Linked DNA regions of Hordeum vulgare: region 1 is linked to region 2. Evidence: chromatin contacts called from public Hi-C data. All regions are on one chromosome and are shown on one strand. Each heading gives the region's core, a stretch centred on a gene start, on an enhancer-like site or on the middle of the called end of the contact. The rest is flanking DNA. Distances are from core to core; before and after follow the strand shown. Region 1 holds the start of LOC123404403 (brefeldin A-inhibited guanine nucleotide-exchange protein 1-like). Region 2 holds the start of LOC123401929 (SWI/SNF complex subunit SWI3B).

What was found. Hi-C and Micro-C count contacts between places; a contact is called where the count stands out from the background.
Region 1: a Hi-C map of leaf shows a contact between it and region 2, with 2.9 times the contacts expected there. The contact joins the promoter of LOC123404403 here to the promoter of LOC123401929 in region 2. A contact is called at or near these places in 4 of 6 Hi-C or Micro-C datasets (leaf and seedling) and 1 of 1 datasets of contacts at active chromatin or transcription factors (embryo).

What each region holds. Positions count from the first base shown.
Region 1 is chr6H:154,020,533-154,024,712 of MorexV3_pseudomolecules_assembly, reverse strand. LOC123404403 (brefeldin A-inhibited guanine nucleotide-exchange protein 1-like) reads right to left here and starts at 2,424. Exons shown (of 12, transcript XM_045098327.1): 1 at 1,157-2,424; 2 at 165-482. The coding sequence starts at 2,139. It overlaps LOC123404404 (mediator of RNA polymerase II transcription subunit 18), which reads left to right and starts at 2,656. Exons shown (of 5, transcript XM_045098328.1): 1 at 2,656-2,743. The coding sequence starts at 2,708.
Region 2 is chr6H:153,835,205-153,839,312 of MorexV3_pseudomolecules_assembly, reverse strand. It overlaps LOC123401929 (SWI/SNF complex subunit SWI3B), which reads left to right and starts at 1,613. Exons shown (of 6, transcript XM_045095796.1): 1 at 1,613-1,895; 2 at 2,004-2,413. The coding sequence starts at 1,667. LOC123406452 (a small nuclear RNA gene) reads right to left here and starts at 1,394; the gene lies at 1,198-1,394.

The sequences.
Region 1 (4,180 bases), core at 1,175-3,674, 180 kb before region 2:
AAGGGAGAAGGTTGAAAAACTAACAAAAAAATTGTCTTCAGTCCTACTTACTTTGACTTGCCCCAGGAAACTAGGTTCAGCCCTCTATTGTTTTTCATTTTTTATAACTTGCAGGCTTGCAGCATAACTGGAATTTACTACTTATCAGGAAGGTATTTGCATACCTTTCGAAAATATTTGGTGCATCAACATCACAATCGTAGTTCACGAAGATATCAATAAGAACCTGAGACTCTTTACAGATGTCCTCCAATAAATTTAGAACTGTCATTTTCTGCAGAAAGCTAGGCTGATGTACATTCTCAAGAACCCTTAGGACAAGCATGGGAAAAAATATTCCAATTTCCTCTTTCAGCCCAGATCTAAATCTTGACAGCAAACCCACAAATATGGAGCACAAAAGCTGGAAAATACTCATTGCTGACAAGGCACTGTTTTTCAACAAGGACAAACAAAGATACTGCTTGATTGCTCCAAGGTACCTGCAGGAAAAGGAAAAAAAAAACTTCAGTATGTAAGTTTTTACTCACTTGTCAAGATCACCCTAAATTGGAATGTTCCTTTATAAAAAGAACTAAAGAAAACCTAGTAATCTCTCCTACATAATTTTATATTGACCAGAATTTGTGTGAATAGTGATATTCATATCACAACCTCAACCACACAGGCTTTCAATTGTTCTGTTGGAATTATTCCTTGCCATTTTCATGTATACACGTTCATAAATGTTAAAAGTTCCATGTGCGCTTGCAAGAAGTTCGCTGAACAAAGAGCATATTTTTACCACCACCACTTCTCCACCTTGTATTAGATGATGATCTTCTATTGTACTAGATGATGAACATCTTCTATTATCATGTTGATTATACGTATCAAAAAACTCATAAAAACATGTTGGGACGTACATAAGCAAACCCCACCTGGATCAGGGAAATAATACTATACCCTAATAAATGGGAAGGTGTGAATTCATGAGCTAGTACTAGTGTATGTTTCTGCATTGCCTATTTTATGCCTTCCTTGGCATAGTTGTTTGAGCCATCAACAATCTTGCAATTGACTGCAGTAGAAATACTTGTGCAGATAGAAAATGCAACAAGTTGAACTGTTGTTAAAATGCATATAATAAGTGAAACAAGAGCAATCGTGATCATACTTTTCATTGATTCTCCAGAATGGGCCAGCATTGTCCACGACCATCTTGAGCAACTCGAGAGATAACACCTTCCCCCGCAACAGCACCTGGTCCTCGGGGTTATCAGGTGTTGAGAACTTCATTGACAGCTTGCAGAGGTTCTTGAAGAGTGCTAACCCATCCTCCCTGATCTTGCTCATCCCCTCATCATCCTTCTCATCCACCTCAGCCATCGCCACCGGGGTCCCTGGCTCCGGGACGTCACTCCCCTCCATGGCATCATTTATAAACCCCTGTGCCACCTGCACGATGCCTGAGTCGTTGAGGCTGCGATCAGACACGTCCATCATGTCCGTGATGGACACCGTGGGCACGCGGACGTCCATGGAGTCCACCTCCACGCGCGCGAACACGATGACCAGCACCTGGGCGAGCGCCAGCTTGGCGCACATCTGGTTGGCGCCGCTGCTGCTGCTCAGGTATATGTTGTAGCAGGTCTTGAGCATTTGGCCGAGGCCGTCGCCGCGGATGGCGATGGAGGGGCAGCGCGCGGCGGCGACGAGCACGCGGAGGGTGGCGAGCTCCATGGCGTCGTCGTTGAGGGCGCCGCAGGAGAGGACGGCGGCGAGGAGCTTGGAGGCGGGGGAGTCGTCGGCGGCGGCGCCGAGGTCGCCGAGGAGAAGGCGGTGGTAGAGGAGCTTGGCGACGCAGTCGAGCGCGGGGTCGGCGACCTTGGGGGAGGCGGACTCGAGCGCGAGGATCAGCGCGTGGAGCGAGGCGGCGGCCGCGGCGACGGGCAGGCCGAGGAGCGGCGAGGGGTTGGGCGAGGTCGGGTCGGGCGAGTGGTAGGAGGAGGAGGAGAGGAGGTCGAGCGCCGACTTGGCGGCGGCGACGAGCGCCGAGTGCTTCCGCCACGCGGCGTTTTTGATGATGCGGTCGAGCGCGGGGCCGAGCACGCGGCCCGACGGGGTTGAGCCGCCCAGCGGCGCCGTGGGGGACGCCATGGCGGGAATGGGGCGCTCCCGGAGGGGAGAGAGAGGGTGGGAGGGAGGCCGCTACGCGCTGGTCTTGGCCGCGGCGGTGGTCATTGGAGGCAGAGAGATCTGAGAGGGACCGGGGGAGGAAGAGGTGTGGAACAAATGGGAATGCGAGGGAGGGAGGTGGTGACGGGCGTGTCCGTGCGTGCGCGTGGGGTGGAATGGAAGAGAGGAAGGAGGAGGGGTAGGACTGGGATTCCCGCCCCCCGCGAGGGCCACTGCCCAACTTTCCTGGGCGGAGCGTTACCCGAACTTAACTAGTGCGGTTTAGCACTCTGCTCCCTGCACTTTCTGGTATTCTCGTCGCCTCGGCTTCTCCCCTCCGAGAGTCAACCCCCTCGTGCCCTAACAGTAACAGCGGCCGCCGTGCCGCACCTCAGCGTCGCCGCCGACGACGCGCTCCCGCCCCCGCCCCCGCCCCCGTACCCTTCCCCAGCGCTTACGCCTCCCGCCCGTCACGCGCTTCGTCCCCGTCGCCGCGATACCCCGCTGACGTTCGCGATTTCGGGGTGCCGCCTGGATCCGCCCCTGGCCGATGGAGTGCGTGGTGCAGGGTATCATCGAGACCCAGGTACTGTGTCTCCTTTGTCTGTTTTGTAGAGATTCATTCATGTGTGCAGTAGCTATCCATTGCTGTTAGGGTAGTGCAAGTGAACTCTACTTGTTGCCAAAAACAAAAAAACATGTGATGTTTGACTGTTTCATACGGAATTGTAACTTGTCAAGGATGCTGTAATGCATGACTGATTTGAACAAGGAGCGGGAAAATCATATGTCAAAGCATAGGCAGAGCGACGATTTATGTGTGGTATTCATCTACTGTATTATGATTCGTCGTAGGATGGCACATCTTCTTGGTGCCTCTAGTGACATGCGCCAACTTTTGTTGATGAGACTTGGCCTTTTGTGCTCTCTTCTTGTATATGTATTTGATAAGAGTTTTGGCACACAGGCCCTTTGGCCTTTCAGGTTGCAGTCATGATTTTGGATATTGATTTTTTTTAGATGTATCCATCGCTTATGATGTGGTATCTAGAATTTCATCTTTACAGTTAAATAAATTCTCTTAGTTTGTTTTGAATATTGATTTGTTGGAGTTGTCACAACAACTATCTCCACACACTAATTTATTTATTATCTTCTCATGGGGAGGGGTCCCTTTAACTGTACTTATGTTAAGATTTAGGCTAGAAGGCGGCAGTTGCCGATCTCAAACCTGGTTAACCCTCCCTAATCTGTTCGGAAGAGGATAATTAACTTCTATTTCTTCTATAAACATGAAGTGGCATCAGAAATTTATGTTCATAAATAATGCTAGTATTGTTCATTGATTCGTTGTCTCCAACTCCCCATCACAAATTGTTAGTCACTTATCAGAATGAAACAACACGACACTTTTAACAAAAATGTCACAAAGTTGGTATTTAGATCATGCTGACCACAATATGTCCATTGCTCCACTTTGAGGGCACTACTTCTTGTATTATAATATATTAGATAGATTTGATGTACAGTTGGAGAAATCACATAATCTGTGTAGTTTGTTTACAGTAAAGGGAAATTCAGTTCCACATATTTGACTCCATTCATCTAGGGTATTTATTTCGGGTTGGAGTTGTCAGTATAACTATCTTTCTGCATTAGTTTATCAATTGCCTTCTCATGAGAAGAGTCTCTATAGCTGTAAGATTTATGATATCCCTTTATTAGGAAGAAAAAAGATAAGATGTATGCTAACCCTGGGTCCGTCAGCTACCTCGTGTTGAACTACAATTACATGTAAAATCCATTCACCTGCTGAGTTTATTTATCCCTCCTTAATGTGTGCTCCCTCCGTAAAGAAATATAAGAGCGTTCGGATCACTACTTTAGTGATCTAAACGTGCTTATATTTCTTTACAGAGGGAGTACTTAAGAAGATAATAAAGTTGTTATTTCTACCTTAAGTGTAAAGTGATATCTGAATTTCATGTTTATAGGGAGTAGATTTTTTATTGGTTCATCATCT
Region 2 (4,108 bases), core at 364-2,863:
CATCTTGGACACTGTGTTTCCTGTAAATTCTTCGGTGGTTTGGAAGGGTATTATCTTTGGTACGGAACATGTCAGAAAAGGAGTTATATGAAGAGTAGGAGATGGCAAATCAATTCGTGCTTGGAGGGACCCCTGGACACCACGTGGTAATGATTTCAGGCGAGTGACACAAAAGAGAAATTGCAGATTGAATAGGGTGTCAGATTTTCTAAATGACAATGGTTCATGGCACATGCAGCGACTACAAGAGTATTTCTGATCGATGAACGTACAACATATACTAAAAATTCGCACTTCTCTCCGAAACATGCAAGACTTCATTGCGTGGGCGCCGAAGAAAACTGGTTGTTTTACTGTAAAAAGTGCGTATAAGTTAGCAATGAAGTCTGATTCTGGTGCGTCCAGCTCTCAGCCCGACGGGGAACGGTCGCTATGGAACTGTATTTGGCAAGCGAAGGGGCCGTTGAAGATGCGTGTGTGCGCGTCGAAGGTAGCGGCGGTCGCACTGGCGACCAACCAATGCAAGTCTTACCGCCACGTAAGTACACGTGATACATGCATGCTTTGTGGTGTGGAAAAGGAAGGAACTTTTCATGCGTTAGTAACATGTGGTCATGCCAGGATTTTATGGGACACGGTGAGGTCCATCTTGCCACTTCCGTCCAATGAGCTGCTCATAGACAATGGCCCTGAATGGCTACTACAGTACATGTTTTGGCAAACTGCTCTGAACAGGTGCGTGACATGGTCATCATCTTAATCTGGCGTATTTGGCAGTTGAGTGCATGGAAAAAGTGTACCATCGGTTGACTTCCTAGACAGCTATTTAAGATCATTATCCCATGCTAGAAATTCCAGTACTGAAGAATAAAAGGGAAGATGCCTCTCGACTTTATTCAGTCGGAAGCGCACTGTACAGGAGATGCAGTTCCTGACCCTTGGCCACGGCCTCCGACTGGATTTTGGCCCTGTCTGTAGATGTAGATGGATCGTTCTCACCACTCGATGGTTCAGCAGGGACTGGTATGATCTTACACAACGAAGTTGGAGTTGTGCTTTTTGCGGCCTACCGAGTCATTTTTAATTTTAATGGTGCACTGGAAGTAGTATTGTTGGCACTGGCCTTTTGTAACTTATTACTATCACCAGTCTACACCAGAGTAAATTGCTTTCCTGAAAAAATTTGACTGGTTTTGGTTGGGGTGCTCCGGGCCAGGGCAGCAGTGCAACGCCCAGGCGACGCTTGTGGGTCCCAGTAGCAAGCTACTGTGGTGGACCCACCCCCACAAAAAATAAATTTAATATCGTTATGGGCACATTGCCCACATATCAGATATTAAACTGATAAGAACAGATACTACACTTGATCTTAGCCAAAAGGCCGAGAAAGGTATGAGTTCTCCTGCTGCCCAGCCTCTTCTTTTATACACCTCTCCCGGCTCCCTCCGCTCAGCGCAAGCGAGGTGGGACTAAACTCGCATCACGCGAGGAACGAACGCTCTGTGTGGGATCGCCGTAGCTGGGCTCTTTTAACCAAATCTCCCAAGGCCCAAACCGTAACGCAACGGCGGCCTCGTTGCGAGTAAAAGATAAGGCCCAAACTACACGCTTAGCGCCGTCGGAGGAAACGGACCGGGAGAAGGCTCCACCGGCTGCCTCGTCTCCGATGGCCACACCGCCGGCTCCGGTGCCCCCGGCCACAGCCAACTCCGCGCCGACGCCTACGCGGTCGCCGTTCAAGGCGCCACCCTTCTCCCAGCCCCCGTCCACTGCCGGTACCCTCAAGACGGAGATCCCTCCCGCCTCCACCTCGGCCGCCACCGCCGCCGGAGTACCCGCCGTGGGAGCCTCAGCCGAGGACTCGCCGCACGTCATCACCGTCCCTAGCTACTCAGGTGACCTCCTCTCCCGGCGTCCCGCCCCAGTCCCGCCCTCACCAGCACTTTCGCGTCTAGTGAAGGCGAAGACCTAGAACCCTATCTGACCGAGGGTTGCGCTTGCAGGGTGGTTCTCGTACGACAGCATCAGCGACACGGAGCGCCGCCTGTTGCCAGAGTTCTTCGAAGGGGAGGTCGCCGTGGTGTCTGGGTCACGGGGCCCGGAAGCCTACAAGTACTATCGCAACTCCCTCGTCAAGAGGTTCCGGGCAAGGCCAGCGCGGCGGCTCACGCTCACCGAGGCCAGGCGGGGCCTTATCGGCGACGTTGGCTCTGTGCGCCGTGTGTTTGACTTCCTTGAAGAATGGGGCCTCATCAACCATGGTGCTCCTCCGCTGGGGGCGAAGCAGGGGAAAGACAAGAGGGAGGAAGGGGCGACTTCTCAGTCTTCATTGCCTGCTGGACCAACCACACCCAAGAAGCTCTGCGTAGGGTGCCGCAGCGTCTGCGGCTCTGCCTATTTCACCTGCGAGAAGGTGAGTGATTTGCCATTGTTTTGACTGTCAAGTGCTGTGTAAACTTGCATTTCAGTTTATGTAATATGTGCATAGTATGCATTATTTGTAGTATCTGGTTAGAACTATCTTAGCTCATTCATATAAGTACTTCTAATAATTGGCTATAGTGACCTGTTTAGGTTTTCTGCCATTATAAAAAGCACTACATTAAGCCGCAGATTATGAATATTCATATTATTTATGTAGTGTAACTGGGGGAACGGGTTCTTTTTAACAAGGGGAAAACACCTGGTTTTATTACCAGAAACCAAAGCAGTTCAGTACAACGAAAGTAAACAGGAAAGTAACTGGTACACATGCCAAAAGATAAGTAAGCAAAAGGCAATGTCTACCAGCAAACACGGTGATGTGTAAAACAGAATATCCTATACAGCAACCTTACAAACTACCATACACAAGCCAGTGAAAAGCACAGCCACAAGCAAAACTATCCGCACCGTCTCACATAAGCCTTTGTGCTGTAGACTGCCATCCTTTCGCCTTTGTACCAATTGAGAACATCTCTGTTTTGCTCCTTTGTCTGCAAATCGACCATGCCAATCATCCAGTGACCAATCAAGTTAGTAACAACAACCCGGTTGTCCAGTTAATCAGCACACGAGTAGGAATTGTTACGACATTTCCTCCATACTATAACCATAAAACTGCTGGCATGCCAACGGACACCAAAATCCAAACTTGTCAATGGAACTGTTGTAACCATCCACCAAACAGATGATCAACAAGAGGTTGTACTTCCCTGAAAAACAAACGCACAGCAGTCTATGTTCTATGTGTAACTTCCTAGGGGGCATGAAAAAAGGAGATGATCATTAGTCTTATTATTCCACAGAATTGACATGATTGATTTCCCTCCCACCCTCTTTGACTCAGGACCAGCCACAGGAAAGCCTTGAATTTTAAGGGAATTTTAATTTTCCACAAAAAAAATCTGTGGAAGCCCCAGAAACGCAAGTTACACAGTTTTATAAAGAAATTTTACTGAGAAAACAGCTGGATCTAGTGTCCAGTTAACTGAATCCACCTCATCAGTAAGTTCAATGTGCTCACACAAGTCCCTAACCTCTTCCTCTCCAAATATCGCCAGTTAAAGTTATTCTAAACCTGACACCATCCCAACCTTTCCTGATCTTGTAAAGGGTTCTTAATCTGATAGAGAAAGCCACCAGGGTAGCGTTTAGTTATGAGCCTGCCCATGTGTTTTTCGGATTGGAGATATTCCTGGTTGATCGTTGGTTTTGGCTTAGCTGGTTTGATATGTACACACCATAGAAAGGGCGCAGGGACAGATGAGCAAATAGAAAACTTAATGGTGTATCTTTTGTTTTGGGAACTGGTAATTGCATATGTATGTGAATAGTTGCTTATAAGTTTAAGTCGAGTGGGCTTGCTCTTCATATGAATATTGTATTGTCAAGCTTTGCTTTTTATTTGTACTGTATTACTGTGTCTTTTGCCTATTGCCACTCTTGGATTGACTGTGAATGTAGAAGGATTAGCAGGACTATTCTATGACTAATTTTGAACTAACCCCTTCCTGTTCACATAAACATGCCATGAACTGGAGGGTTTTATCATAAATCATATATCAAATATTTGCAAACAGTGTCGTAATTGCATCCGTTTTAAGTCTGTGAAGCTTGGAACACTTTA